Regions from separate parts of the Mus musculus genome. Here regions 1, 2, 3 and 5 are each linked to region 4. The links are chromatin contacts, called in public HiChIP or PLAC-seq and promoter capture Hi-C maps. All regions are on one chromosome and are shown on one strand. Each heading gives the region's core, a stretch centred on a gene start, on an enhancer-like site or on the middle of the called end of the contact. The rest is flanking DNA. Distances are from core to core; before and after follow the strand shown.

Region 1 (2,700 bases), core at 65-2,564, 900 kb after region 4:
TGCGGGGAAGGAGGGAGGCGGGCCTGGAGGGAGCCGGGCACTCCCACCCCTTCCCCAGTTGGGGGGGGGGAGGGGAAGAACGGCCCGCTGCGGGAACCCCGCCGCCCCAGATCTAAAGGGGGATGGGTGCGTTAGGCCGCTGGCACCCACCTCGCCTCCGTCGCCCACCTTCCCAGGGTCTGCGGGGCGGGGGATAGATATGCAGGACACCCGGCTTGACCCTACCTGGGGCGGCTGGGCCTCAATCTCCCCTCCTCCCTCCCGACTCCCCACCCGGCAAAGAGGCTCATTTCAGGAGAGGATCCCCCCACCCCCTGCGACCCGCACCCAGGCTCAGCCGCCCTTCTATCGGGGGGGGGGGCGCAGCAAGGGGGTGGGGCGGGATACCAATCGCCCCTGGCACACCCGGGAGGGGCAGGGGGCCGCCAGGGCCGTCCATCTTGGCCGTCTGGGGGGAGGGGACGCGATGGTGCGGGAGGCTGGACACGGCCCGAGAAGCCCGAAGGAATCTGCCGGCGCCTCCCGCCCCTCCGCGGGCCCCCCGGCACATCGCGAAGCCGGCCGGTCACGGGGCGCGAGGCGGGGGAGGGGACGAGCGGCGCGGGATCGGCCCGGCGCGGAGGGGGCTGGGGGAGCTGACACCCACCTGCCCAGGCCGGGACGCCCGCCGCCCGCGGCCGCCGAGGAAGACGCCACCGGCGCGGCCGGGGCCGGCACCACGGAAGCCGAGGTCACCGCGGCCGAGGCCGGCGCGGCGCCGGGCGACGAGAGCAGGCCGCCGCCGGGCTTGCGGCCAGTGGCGGGCGCGGGCGGCTGCGGCTGCGGCTTCAGCGACATGGTGAGCGGCCCATACACCGGCTCGCACGCCGGGCGGGGACAGCCGGGTGCCGGGCGCGCCGAGGAGGAGACGCCGGAGCGCGGCGGGGACGCGCGGACGCCGGGCGGGCAGGCGCGGGCCGGCGTGGCCGCGGGGGCCAGAGGCAGCAGGACAACGACGAAGGGGCGGGGAGGCCCGCAGACACCGAGCAGCCGCCGGGAGCCGGGCCGGGACGCGCCGTGGCCGTTGCTACCAAAACAGTCTGAGGCGCAGGGTGGCGAGCGCGGCCCGCGGGGAGGGGCGCCGGGGCCGCGCGGGGGAGGGCCGGCGGAGGGATACGCCACCGCGCCGCCCCGCCCGCCGCGCCGCGCCGTCCGCGGGAGCGAGCGCCGCGCGGCCCAGCCCGCCGGGCGGCGCGGCTCGGGGTCCCCCGCCGCGGGCCGCTGAGCGGCGGCGGTGGACGAACGCATGGGACCCGGGCTGGCGGACGCGGACGGGGTTGACGCGGGCCTGGAGGGCGCGGAGATGCGAAACAGACCCGGGGCGGGGGAGGTGTCGGGGGTGGGGGGGGGGACTCTTTACCGGAAGTCGGAAGGGTCAGGCGGAAGTCGAACGTGAGACGGCCCGGGGGGCCGATCAGGGACACGTGAGGAGCGGGGCGCAGCGCTGGGCCGCGTTCGCTCTCCCCGGGGTCGAACTAGGGCCGTGGAGGGGGCCAGGAGGGATCCGCCCTCGCCAAGGCGGGTCTGAACTTCGGGATCTGCTTCGGGGACGGGCGCCGTGAGCTGCTCGGGTGTCCTCGACCCCCTTGGAGGACCTTGATTTCACCCCACCCCCACCCCACCAAATCACAACTTAGAGGATGGCCTGCGGGCACCTTCGGGGCGGGGACCTGCAATCGGGGCCTGGCACACAGTAGGCCCCCAGGTGCCACTGCGTGCCGACTTGCCCTGCCAGCGTGGGGAAGCTTGCCGCCTCAGAAGCCACCGCCAGCTGCTTCACTTTGCCCCACTTTATTCACCCCGGCGAACTGTTGGGTCTCTGACCTTCATTTGAACCCTCTTTTTTTTTTTCCCCCTAGCTCGCTCGGACTTCTTAGTTCCTCCTTCAGGGGACCCGAAGGGAAATGGACCTGATTGGTAGTAGAACTGGGTGATGGGGTCTCCCTCGGTGAAGACTAAACAGACTTTCCCAAGAATGTCAACTTTAGACCTTGACCCCTTTTAAAAACTTTTACTTTAACTCGGGAAGGCCACCAAACACTGGTCCGTTTTTTTTTTTAAGGTGTTGTAATTAAATTGGAAACAAATGGTTAACTTTTTTCAAATGAGTTTAAATTGGTTTTTTTTTTTTTCTTTCTTTTCTAAGTGAAATTGCTTAAGAAGGTGATGGGCCGAGGGAAAAAAAAAAACCCTCAACCTATTAAAGTCATTCCAGTGAATTAAAGGCAGGCATGGTGTTCTTGCCTGTAGTACGAGCACTTGGGAAATGGAAGGAGGATTAGACAGTCAAGGTCATCTTCACCTTCATGAGGGAATTCTAGGCCAGGCTAAGCTACAAGAGACCCAGTCTCAAGAAGGGGCAATTCAATGAAGAGTTACCCCTGGTTATGGCACATGCCTTTAATCCCAGCTCTGGACAGGCAACTGGATCTCTTGAGTTCCAGACTTGTTGGTCTACATGGATTTTTTTTTTTTTAAGTAGCTAGCAGATAGCTCAGAAGGTAAAGGCCCAGGCTGCCTAAGCTCACCACCTAACTCTCAACCCTGGAGCTGGCATGTGGAAGAAGAAAACTTAAATGCTTGGAATTGTCCCCAGCCCTCCACCCTTGGATTGTGCCACACATATATAAGCAATATAAGTATGACCTTGTCGGTGGTGGT
Region 2 (2,700 bases), core at 156-2,655, 530 kb before region 4:
CCTCTCCCCCCTCCCCGCCAAAACTTCCCAGTCCTGGACGGCGGGAACTAAGAATCCGGCTGGGCTTGGTCAGGACTGGCGTTATTTTCGAACTCGGGGAAGGAGGGGGGGAGGGACCATAAGACAGAGAGGAGGGGTCCTACCTTGAATTTGGGCACAGACAGCTCCAGCTCCTTGTTTTTGGTCCAGATTCCGACCACCCGGGGATCTTCCACGATCTCCACCGGGCGGTTGCTGGACATCTGTGGGCAGAGACAGGGGGTTCAGTATAGAAGGGCTGGCACCCTCCCCAGGGGCAGGGGCAGACCCCCCCCCCTCAAGGCACCAGTCCCACTCCAGGCTGAGGGGAGGGAGTCCTGGCTGACAGTTGGCCCAGGTAGCTGGAAGAGGGGTCCCCCTCCGTTCGCCTCTTGTCTGGGGGCTCCACCGGGGGTGGGTGGGGGTGGCGGGAAGGCGCGCCGGCTACTCACGGCCAGGCTGAAATGCTGCCCATCGTAGCGGTACAGTTTATGGTGCCCCTTTTTCAGAGCCGGGTCAATCATCAACTTGTAACTTCTCCAATGGTGGTTCCTCCTCTCGCCCGAAGGGCCGGGCTGCGGCGGGGGCTGCTGGTGGTGGTGGTGGGGGTGACTGTTCTCCATGCCGTTAACCCAACCTGAAACCCAAGCAAGTTGTTGTCCTCTCCGACGCTTCTACACATTCGCCCGAGAATCCAATCGGCTGGCCCCCACCCCCCTCCCACCTTACCAGCGCGCCCCGAAAGCTTGTCTCGCTGCCTCTCCCCCCCCCCCCCGCCTCCCGAGGAAAAAAAATCTAAGAATGGAGCGAGAGAATAAACCCTTTCCGGAGGGTTTACGCGCCCGCCCGCTCGGCCACCGTCTCCGGCTGGCAGCGAGGGGCTGCCCGGGGCCCCCGCTGCGGGCTGGCGCGGTCCGGGACGCACGGAGGACGCGGGCTCCGGCCCATGGTGCCGCCAGCCGCCCGGCGTGGCGCTCGGCCCGGCTCGGGAGCGGGGCGCGCGGCAGGGCCTGGCGTCGCCCGCCCGGGCGGGGGCCGGGGGCTCGGGCTGCCCGGCTCCTCTGACCGCGGCCTCTCTCTCTCTCTCTCTCTCTCTCTCTCCTCCCTTCCCTGCGCCGCGCTTACATCCCCGCCGGGCGCCGGCCTCCCTGCGCCGCCAGCCAGTACATGGTGTCCCCCGCGGGAGCCGAGGCCGGGGCGGCCGGACCGGGGGCCGGGATGGGGGGGACGCCGCCTTAGCGGCTGCCGGGCCCCGAGCTGCCGCTGCCCTTGCTGCTGCCGCCGCCGCTGCTGCTGCTGCTGCTGCCCGGGAGGCGGCTGGCGGCGGAGGCTCGGCTCCCAGTAGCCGCACATCCCACAATACACCGCTAAGGAGCCCGACCCGAGTGCTCACCCTCCTCCTCTTCCTCCTCCTCCTCCTCTTCCTCCTCCCCTCGCCTTCCTCGCCGCTTCCCCAGGCACTCTCCCGGCGGCGGCAGCTGCGCCGCCAAAGCCCCGGGCCCCAGCGGCCCCCCACCCCTCACTCGCGCGCTCCCACACTGCCTCCCCCCCCTTCCCCGGGGGGAAGGCCTTTTAATTTATTTATTCTGCTGGGACTGAGGTGGGGGGCTTGGCTGACGGGGGAGAGGGGGGTCTCCACGGCTTCTATCTCCCCCGCGGCTGGGGCTACCCTTCCAGCTACGGAAGACTCCACGGTGTGCGCCCCCAGGGCCTCCCAAACTGTTTCCAAACTGCCCAGGCCGGTGGTGGACGCGTGGAGTCTCGGCGAAAAGGGCTGGGTTTCGAGTGGGGGGTGATCGTGTGTATGACTACTAGAAGCCTGGAGGGGAGGCAGACGTCGACCCCAAACGAGTTTGCAATCGAGGTATCTCCGATCCCGCTTCCTCTTTGGCCCGCACGCCCCCTCCCTCCCAGGAGCTGTGCTGGGGAAGGGAAACCAAGGTTTGGAACCACACTAGCCTTCACATTCCTGGGAGGATACAACCCTCGCCTGGACGGGGAAGATAGCTCTTTCTCTTTATTTTTTCGTTTTTATTTTTTGCCTTTCTGTTTTTATTTTTGGAGGGGAGCGCCCAGTAATTGTCTTGAACACATGCTTCTCCCTCCCTCCTTCCTCCAGCCACCAGCGACAGAGAGTCCCCTTTTTTGCATTTATCATTTTCCTTCCCCTTTCTTTATTAAAGGTCCGGGAGTGGCGGCGGCCAATCAGCGCTCGGCTTCCATTTTGTGAGTTCAACTCGTAGGCTTCCCCGGCTTTTCGCGTGGATCTGGTTGCAGACGCCCTCGGTCTCTCTTCTCGGGCTGCCGAGGCGAAGCAGCCGCCTCGCCGGGGCTTCGTGGTGGTGTATTTCATATTGGGGCTCTTTTCGGGGTTTGTAATTTGGCCGTGGGTAGGTAATTGGCTGGAGCAGGGCGGCAGGGTGCGGCAGCCAATCAGCGCGCGGCTTCTATAGGGCTTGAGTTATTAGACGCTGATCTCAAAACATCCTTCATCAGACTCCAAGGAGAGGCCAACAGATGAGGGAGCCATTTTTCTGCAATGGAATTAAATGGCCAAGTGGGTTTTTCCTTTGTTGCAAATGGGGAATGCTTTTCCTTTGACTCCACCATCCAGTTCAGGACGCCTGAATGTGTTTAACATTTGCCAAAGGACTCACACTTGGAAGAATGAAGACCTTTTAA
Region 3 (2,700 bases), core at 116-2,615, 610 kb before region 4:
GCCTTTAAACCACTGAGCCATCTCTCCAGCCCCTGACTCCGCCCCTTTGAGCTTCAGGGACACAAGTTAACAATACTGCTGTGACAGTTTCCTGGCACAGCACACATACAAGATAGTACCTTTCAGGCACATGGTCAGCACCTACCTGGCCTGTAGAACCTCTATATGACACCGTCATCTGGCACCCATCACCCAGATGTCATTGTGCCCAGCAATGAGTGTGATTTAGCCTCCCCTTCCTCTATACACTGACTTGGGGTTTTATGAAAAATATATCTGCTTAGGAGGTAAACAGATCACAGAGCCAACCATTCCCCCTTCCTAACTGGGCAAGCATTGGCTCCACTCTGGCCCTGTTTCCCCTTTTACAGTAAAGACAATGTGCTTAATCTGGCTCCACTTAAAAGAGCAATTAGCAGAGGTGAGGGTTTTCTTAAAATCCAGAGTCTTTTCCCTATCCCAATTAGAGTCTGCATTTCATTTTTACTTTTCTTTTTTGTTTTTTTTTTTTTTTTTTTTTTTTGGTTTTTTTTTGAGACAAGGTCTAATATAACCCAGGACAGCCTCGAGCTTACTATGTAGGCAAGAATAACCCTCAAGTCCTGATCCCCCTGCCTCCACTCTCTAAACGCTGGGCTTAAATAGGGATGCCTCCCCTGGCTACAACGTGCATTTTAACAAGATGCCCAATTAATTCTCCCAGTTGACATTTATAAAGTCCTAAAGAAAAGCGGGTGGCGAGGCCAAACCTGGTAATGTCACCTACAGAAAGTGACAGTAGCGATTATCACTATGCCTCAGCAAATAGTCTATCCTTGCGACCGAGGCAGTTTCACTAAGGCCTATATCATGGTTGCACAGGCCCGCGATTCCCGCACTCAGAAAGATGAAGCAGGAGGATCACGAGTTCGAAGCCAGCTTAGGGGCTGCGTTAAAAACAAACAAACAAAAAACTTTAAAATGCAAAGTTAATGCTTCCGAAAATGAAAATTAATCCCACGTAAAGAAAAAATGCTTAAAGGGGCGTGTGGCACGCAGCAAAGACCCCCTCTAGGACACTGCTTGGCAGCGACCCCGAGCCTCGTCCGCAGGCCTCCCCGCCACACTCACGCTCTCCAGGACGTCGTAATTAGCCTTGATCTCCGCCTCGATCTCCTCCTTGCGTCGCATCAGATCCTGGATGTCGCTGACCGCGGCCGCACGGGCCTCGGAGGACTCTGCCCGGTGCGGAACGTCTTCACCCGACATCGCGGACCTCAAGCTAGAGTTCTGGGTTTCCCGGCTACGGACGCCAGCCGAGGCTGAGGCTACGGGTCCTCCCCGGGGCCAAAACAGCTCAGCCAACGCGCAAGTACGGAAACAGATGAAGGGTGGAGCTTGGAAGTGGGCGGGGTCACCGGCTAGATAGACCACGTGGTTTTCAGATGACCCGGTAGAGATAAATAGGCCCATAGAGGACATAGGTATTTACTCCCACTTTATCCTGACTCATTTCCACTTTTCTTGTTCATTCCTTTCTTTTTCATTCTGTCCCCGTCCCTCCATCCGTCCGTTTCCCCACCCCCCCACCCCACCCCGTTTTTCAAGACAGGGTTTCTCTGTGTATCCCTGGCTGTCCTGGAACTCACTCTGTAGACCAGGCTGGCCTCAAACTCAGAAATCCTCCTGCCTCTGCTCCCAAGTGCTGGGATTAAAGCCACCACATCTGGCTTACACTTTTTTTCATTCACTCATCTGAAGGCTGAGTAAACTGGATACCAGCTGTATAAATGTAAGAGGATCCAGTCTTGCCAACCTTGACACTTCAGTTCTTAACATCTACGAAGCCCCTGAGTGTTTGAAAGAGGCTTTCAAGCGATTTGTTTTTTGTTTTCTGTTTCTTTTCTTTTTCTTTTTCCAGACAAGATTTACTGCATCTCAGGCAGGCCTCTAACTCATTGTGTAGATGAAGGCGACCTTGAAGCTCTCCCCAAGTTTTTAGAATATTCTATTTCTTATTGTCATGATCACAGACACCCTCTAACCCCCCACTCCCATTCTATCCATTTCGCACCTCCCTCAACCTATCCTCATCAAAACTTCAAGACCTTTTTTTTTTTCCTTCTTTATAACCTAGTGTGCCCAGTGCCTTTGAGCATCTGATACTCCATCTGCTCCCTCCACAGGCAGGGATTACAGGCATGTACCACCAGGTATGGTTTATGAAATATTGGGGATCAGGAACACTCTACCAACTCAGCTATATCCCCAGCCACTTTCGGGCTGGGGATCCTCATGGTACAACCTATGTTCAAAGTTGGACCATTAACACCGACTATATATATTCCATGTGACCTTAAATAATTTCACCTTCTGCTCTCTGACCTTATTGTGTGACACTAACAGTAATATCTCTCGCTCTTTTTTTTCATTTTTATTTACTAATTTATTCCCTTTGGATCCTGATCAGAGTACACACACCCTAGCAACGTGTCTCTTAAGGGTGTCCAAGTATTTATTGACTTTCACCTCTGTCACGAGGTGCTGGTGTAACAGGCCCCCAGACCTTAGTACAACCGACTCCATAAAGAAAGTACCACTCAGGCTGGAAAACACAGCACACAGACAGCACCACCTGCCAAAACTAAAACAAAGCCGGAAGCCATCCAAGTCCACAGCTGTGGGAAAGTCTCTCCATGCACGAACCTTGCTTTTTGGCTT
Region 4 (2,700 bases), core at 141-2,640:
GCCTGCTTCTCCTGAGATTCTCAGCTACCTTTCTTACATCGGCCAGGCCCACATGCCCAGGGGTGGCCTTGCTCACAACGGGCCCGGCCCTCCTACACACAATAAATTAATGATGTAATAAAATAAAAAGCAAGGTCGGAGGTGTAACTCAGTGGTAGAGTTCTTTCCTAGCACAGGCTATAGGAGAACAGGATGAGGAGGTGGAGGAAGAGGGGGTGGAGCGGGAGGTGAGGTAGAAGTGACAAGCTTTCAGAACCGCTGTTAGAGCCTGTTAGAAATCTATTCAAAATCTCAAACACAGTTCAGTTAGAAGGTACCATTAGGAGCTTACATACCAGACTTGACCAGGCGTCTCTGGGGGGAAAAGAAAAGCTACCCACAGTTTGTTTCAGACAGAATAAGCAAGGTCTCTATGCTGTAAAACTGTTGCTAGGAATGTCTTCTTAGACTCCTCAGTGAATCCCACCAAGGAATCACAGGGTGAAGTCAGTTCCTCCTTTCGTCTGTAGCAGGTGGGGACACCACAATCTGTCTCTGTGGAACCTGTCTCTAGGTTTGTGTGCCAAGCGCCTTTACCAGTTGAGCTACCTCAACAGGTCATTTGGATTCTTTTTACTGGTCTTTAAACAGCGCTCTGTCTAATGGAGACATGACAGTATGATTCCTTCAGCCATCCCTGTCCCCCAGTAAACGTCACACATACTCTGTCATCACTGAGACATCTTGGTACATTTCTCTCCGTCCTGGGCTGTTTAACTATATTGCCTCTCTTTCCCCATCATCTCTGTGAGGACAGAACCAACCCTATTGGGTCTTGTTCTCTATTGCATTTCCAGCAGTCAGCAGTATGGAATGCCTAATTTATCATTTGTTAGCTTGAGGTTGTGGCAAGTCTGGTATTACATTTACTGTTTCTCCAAGGATGTCTGAGCATCTAACCTAGTTTTCAGAGTAGGCCTCCATTTGTCCCGGTCTGTCTCTCCTCTCCATGTCTGGGTCTCTCAATCCATAGTTTATAATTGTTCCATGCATGATTTAACCTGGAGATTCTTTCGTCGAAAACCTAAATTCGGAAACCACGCCCAATGCTTTCTGACCCCAAACCCTATCCAGTCCTGCTTCAAACAAGTCGCCCCAAGTTTGGTAAATAAATGAATGAATGAATGAAACAGCACACGCAAACAGCACAGGTTAAGCCCTTTGTCAAGGTGAGAACGGTAGACGGTTCGCAAAGGTTATTATCAGCAGGAGTCTAAGTGGGAATAACAGCCAGAGTCACCCTAGGCTTTCTGCAGAGGTTCGGAACCCCAGGTACCAGGGCCAAGCTTTCCAGCCCGAGGCTCCGCCCTCCGGTGTGCGCGCGCCCCCCTCCTCCCCGAGCCAGAGGAAGTGACGTCACCGCATGGCAACCGTTGCCAAGGAGCGGTCTCTAAGAACCCGCAAGCGCCCCAGTGCCTCCCGAGGGTGGGGAGGTGGTTTCGTGAGGAGGATTTGAGGTAACCCCCGCCAACTCGCGGTCGGGAACTCCGCGAACCCCCGAATCCCGTCAAGCTGCGCCCGCTCCCGGCCGGTGGCGGCAGCAGGGCCTGTCGGGGGGCGGGGGGTCGGCCGCGCGGGTCCCCCTCGGTCTCCGGGCGTCGCAGGAGGCCGTAGGCCTGCGCGCGCTGCCCCGGCTGGGCCGGATACCACGCGCGTCCTGGTTTTAATTCTTGCCCCGGCTCCCCCTGGGTGCTGCAGTGGGTGAGTGCTGGTGAATTAGCTCGGCCGGTTGCGCTGGAAGAGGGAGAGTAATTGCTTTTGCTAATTTTAGCGCGCAGCGCCCGGCGGGCAGCGACAGCCCTACCTGGTTCAAGAGCATCTCTGTCCTCTGAAAGCTGGTGGGGCAACGCAGCTCATTTCTTTTCTTAAAAAAGTTTGGAAACTTGGCGTGTATTAGTTGCGCATAATGGGTACCACTGTATTCACACATGCATACATATAGTGTATTCCATCACCCCATCCCCGTTTCTCGCTCTTCGCTTTCCTGCTCCCACGGAATCCATTTCCTAACCCTTCTCCCTTCGACTTTTTTGCCCCCACCTCACTCCCCTTTTCTTTTGGAGGTCCAATGAGTTTAATTATGGTTCCCCACCCTTAGCAACCATTAAGTTGCCTGTAATAATCGTGAGCCCCTCCCCTTTTCTTCTCTTGGCAACATTTTCTTGCTTATCCAGATATTTGGTTTGATTTTGTGTTTCTCAGAGAAGAAAAAGCCGTATGGACAACTTCTAAATTAGTTTAAATATATGTGGATATAAGGATGTGTATTATATTTTTACAGTTGAAAACTTGAGCCTCCCAAGTTTTTAAAAAGTAAAGATATTCTCTGTAATTTATTTATTTCTGGCTTGTTTTTTGAGACAATGCTTCTCTGTAGAGTCCTGGCTGGCCAGGAACTCACTCTGTAGACCAGGCTGGCCTCAAACTCAGAAATCCTCCTGCCTCTGCCTCCTAGCACTGAGATTAAAATTGCACACTACTATCCCTGAGATAGTCTTTATATATAAACTTAAAAAGAAACCTTAAATTTAGCAACCATACTGGTTGTGCCATCCTTTCTTATCTTTTAGAACAACTTTATTTCCTTCCTTCTAGCTTCCTTCCTCCTTTCCTTCCTTCCTTTCTTCCAAATGTCTTCTAAATGTAAGCTTCACCCACCCA
Region 5 (2,700 bases), core at 159-2,658, 960 kb before region 4:
CAACAGATTATTATTCTCAACTTCAGTATCATTAACTTGCCGTGAGTCCATGGAGATCAGAAGTGGGCATAGAGGATGTGGAACTGGAATGCTGGAGTTACAGGCAGTTTTGAGCTGGAACCCCAACTCTGGTTCTCTGGAAGAACAGCGTGTTCCCACTAAGCCATCTCTCTCTCTTATTTTTTAAACTGTGTTTGCCTGAAAGTATCTATCAGTGCTGTGTGCCTTGCTCTCCTAGGTGAGAAAGGGGCACTAGATCCCGTGTTAGCATTTCTTCCAGGCTCTGCTGCGCAGTTACCTGGCAACAGCCATGTGTGCCTGACTCAATATAAAAGAGGCTGCTTGCGGCCCCCCCCCCCCCACTCTCTTACCTTCTCTCTTCCCTCTCCCTTCTCTCTCCTTTCCCCTTTCCTGTCTGTCTCCACGTGTTCCTGGCCGGCCTCTACGCCTCTATTTTCTCCCTCTCCCCCTCTCTCTTTCCCTTCCCCTTTCCCTCCTCTCCCCTCCCCACCTCCTTCCTCAACTCCCCTCCCCATCTCCCCATGCCCTAAATAAACTCTATTCCATACTATATCCGTCATATGGCTGTTACCTCATGGGGAAGGGATGTCTCAGCATAAGCTCGCAGAGGCACCACCTTCCACCTCACCATACCTCACTCTATCAAGCATATCCCTGGCTTCCTTTTCTTGTTTTATAAAACACAACACCCTGGAACCGGAGTTACAGATGGTCACGAGCTATACTGTGGATCCTGGGAACCTGGTCTATGGGAGAGCAGCAGGTGCTCTTAACTGGTGAACCATCTCTCCAGTCCATTTATTGTTTGTTTATGTGGAGACAGGTCTCACTGTGTAGCCCTGGTTGTCCTGGAGCTCGCTATGTTTACCAGGCTGGCCTTGAACTTGGAGAGATAAGCTTGCTCTGCGATTGAACCACTTACTGGGTGTAGTAAGGTGCATTTTGTAGTTTGGCCTCGATCGCCATTTTACACCAGTATTCTAGCTGTGAAGACACAAGGATGGTGCTTTTAAACGCGACAAATAACATCTAAATTCCATCCTTAAGACCTGGGGATGGTGGCTCACGTCTTTAATCCCAGCACTTAGGAGGCAGAGGCAGGCGGATTTCTGAGTTCGAGGCCAGCCTGTTCTACAGAGTGAGTTCCAGGACAGCCAGGGCTACACAGAGAAACCCTGTCTCGAAAACAAACAAACAAAGTCAATTTTCACTGCTCACCATTCTTAGGCATGGTAGGGAAATACTTTAGAAAGGGGCGGGGAGGGGACTCCTCCTCGCATGCGCACTAGGACCTTGAAGGAGCATCACTGTCAGCAGGACTCCGCCTTTCGCGTTCAATGTGCCTCAGCGACTCGGATCACGTGAACGTCCCGTCACGTGACGCAGGCGGCGTCTGGGGAAATGCGGGTGCCCGGGCAAGATGGCGGCGCACCTGTCGTACGGGCGAGTGAACCTGAACGTGCTGCGCGAGGCGGTGCGTCGGGAGCTGCGCGAGTTCCTGGACAAGTGCGCTGGGAGCAAGGTGAGGGACAGGGCCCCGGCGCCACCAAGCTTGGCCGGGCGGGACTGTGCGAGGCCGTGGGGGCGATCAGGTCGCCCGCTCAGTGACAGCCCCTGGCCGGGAGCTCCCCGACCTGCGAGACAGTTGTCCTTTCCAGCCTGGAAGCACGCACGCCCACAGCCCTCGGCACACAGCTTGTGAAAGACAAGCTGTCACTTCGTAACTTCAACATGGATCGTTTTTTGTCTAGATCGGGGACTTCATAGAATTTCCTTTCTTCCTGTTTTCCTCTCAGTGTTTGAGACAGGGTAACGCTGTGTAGCCCTCGAACTCACTGAGATCCACCTGTCACTGCCTCTGAGTGCTGGGATCGGCTCTCCATTTTATTTTTGAGCCTATTCCTGGCTATATAGACTGTTCCTGCCGGCACTCCTCCTTTCTCTCGCCTCTGGCACTACAGGCATGAGCCATGCTGTGAGGTTTTCTTTTAAGCATTTTTTCCCTCTATTCTGAGATTTATTAATCATACCCCATCCCTCTACAGGGAATGGGAAGTTCTAATCTGAAGAAAAAAACAAAACAGATGCTCAAAGAATCAGTTTTGGGCCCGGCAGTGGTGGCGCACGCCTTTAGCCCCAGCACTTGGGAAGCAGAGGCAGACGGATCTCTGAGTTCGAGGCCAGCCTGGTCTACAGAGTGAGTTCCAGGACAGCCAGGGCTACACAGAGAAACCCTGTCTTGAAAAAACCAAGAACACTCCCTACCCCCACCCACCCAAAAAGAATCAGTTTTGTAAACATAGCTCCAACTAAGTCATTGAGTCAAAAAGGCAGATTATTAAATCACAGGGGGCAGTATTAAACTGAAAATGATGTCGAAATCAGATATAATAGATTGTGTGGACCAGGTTTACAAAGTGTTTCTCCTGGAGGAAGCAGGGATCTTTGATGCCAGTATCATGAAATTTCCCCCTTTGTGGAAGGTTCTTTTCGACCCTTAGGCTATAATGTGACCAGAGCCTTTAAAAATCCTAACTCTAACTTTTAGAAGAATATTCTGGAAAGGTGGCTTAGAGGTGAAGAGGGAGTGTAGCTCTTCCAGAGGAGCCCAGATCAGTTGCTGGCACCTACAGACAACCACTTGTAACCCCAGATCCTTGGAAATTTGATGGATCTGGC

The links. Promoter capture Hi-C pulls out the DNA fragments that hold promoters and counts their contacts. HiChIP or PLAC-seq counts read pairs in DNA pulled down with a chosen protein or histone mark.
Region 1: a promoter capture Hi-C map of pre-B cells shows a contact between it and region 4, with 2.0 times the contacts expected there. The contact joins the promoter of Atxn2 here to the promoter of Ift81 in region 4. A contact is called at or near these places in 1 of 39 promoter capture datasets (pre-B cells) and 1 of 115 datasets of contacts at active chromatin or transcription factors (pro-B cells).
Region 2: a contact with region 4 is called in a promoter capture Hi-C map of pre-B cells, with 1.7 times the contacts expected there. The contact joins the promoter of Setd1b here to the promoter of Ift81 in region 4. A contact is called at or near these places in 1 of 39 promoter capture datasets (pre-B cells) and 1 of 115 datasets of contacts at active chromatin or transcription factors (heart atrium).
Region 3: a promoter capture Hi-C map of liver shows a contact between it and region 4, with 3 times the contacts expected there. The contact joins the promoter of Psmd9 here to the promoter of Ift81 in region 4. A contact is called at or near these places in 2 of 39 promoter capture datasets (liver and pre-B cells).
Region 5: an H3K27ac HiChIP or PLAC-seq map of microglia shows a contact between it and region 4, with 7 times the contacts expected there. The contact joins the promoter of Vps33a here to the promoter of Ift81 in region 4. A contact is called at or near these places in 2 of 115 datasets of contacts at active chromatin or transcription factors (bone marrow-derived macrophages and microglia).

Annotation. Positions count from the first base shown.
Region 1 is chr5:121,710,223-121,712,922 of GRCm38.p6, reverse strand. It overlaps Atxn2 (ataxin 2), which reads right to left and starts at 1,314. Exons shown (of 25, transcript NM_009125.2): 1 at 647-1,314. The coding sequence starts at 1,287.
Region 2 is chr5:123,140,898-123,143,597 of GRCm38.p6, reverse strand. Setd1b (SET domain containing 1B) reads right to left here and starts at 1,405. Exons shown (of 17, transcript NM_001040398.2): 1 at 1,144-1,405; 2 at 471-655; 3 at 144-242. The coding sequence starts at 641. It also overlaps a transcript of Rhof not described here.
Region 3 is chr5:123,226,855-123,229,554 of GRCm38.p6, reverse strand. It overlaps Psmd9 (proteasome (prosome, macropain) 26S subunit, non-ATPase, 9), which reads right to left and starts at 1,365. Exons shown (of 6, transcript NM_026000.2): 1 at 1,111-1,365. The coding sequence starts at 1,248.
Region 4 is chr5:122,613,234-122,615,933 of GRCm38.p6, reverse strand. Ift81 (intraflagellar transport 81) reads left to right here and starts at 1,390. Exons shown (of 19, transcript NM_009879.4): 1 at 1,390-1,496.
Region 5 is chr5:123,571,723-123,574,422 of GRCm38.p6, reverse strand. Vps33a (VPS33A CORVET/HOPS core subunit) reads left to right here and starts at 1,408. Exons shown (of 13, transcript NM_029929.3): 1 at 1,408-1,543. The coding sequence starts at 1,442.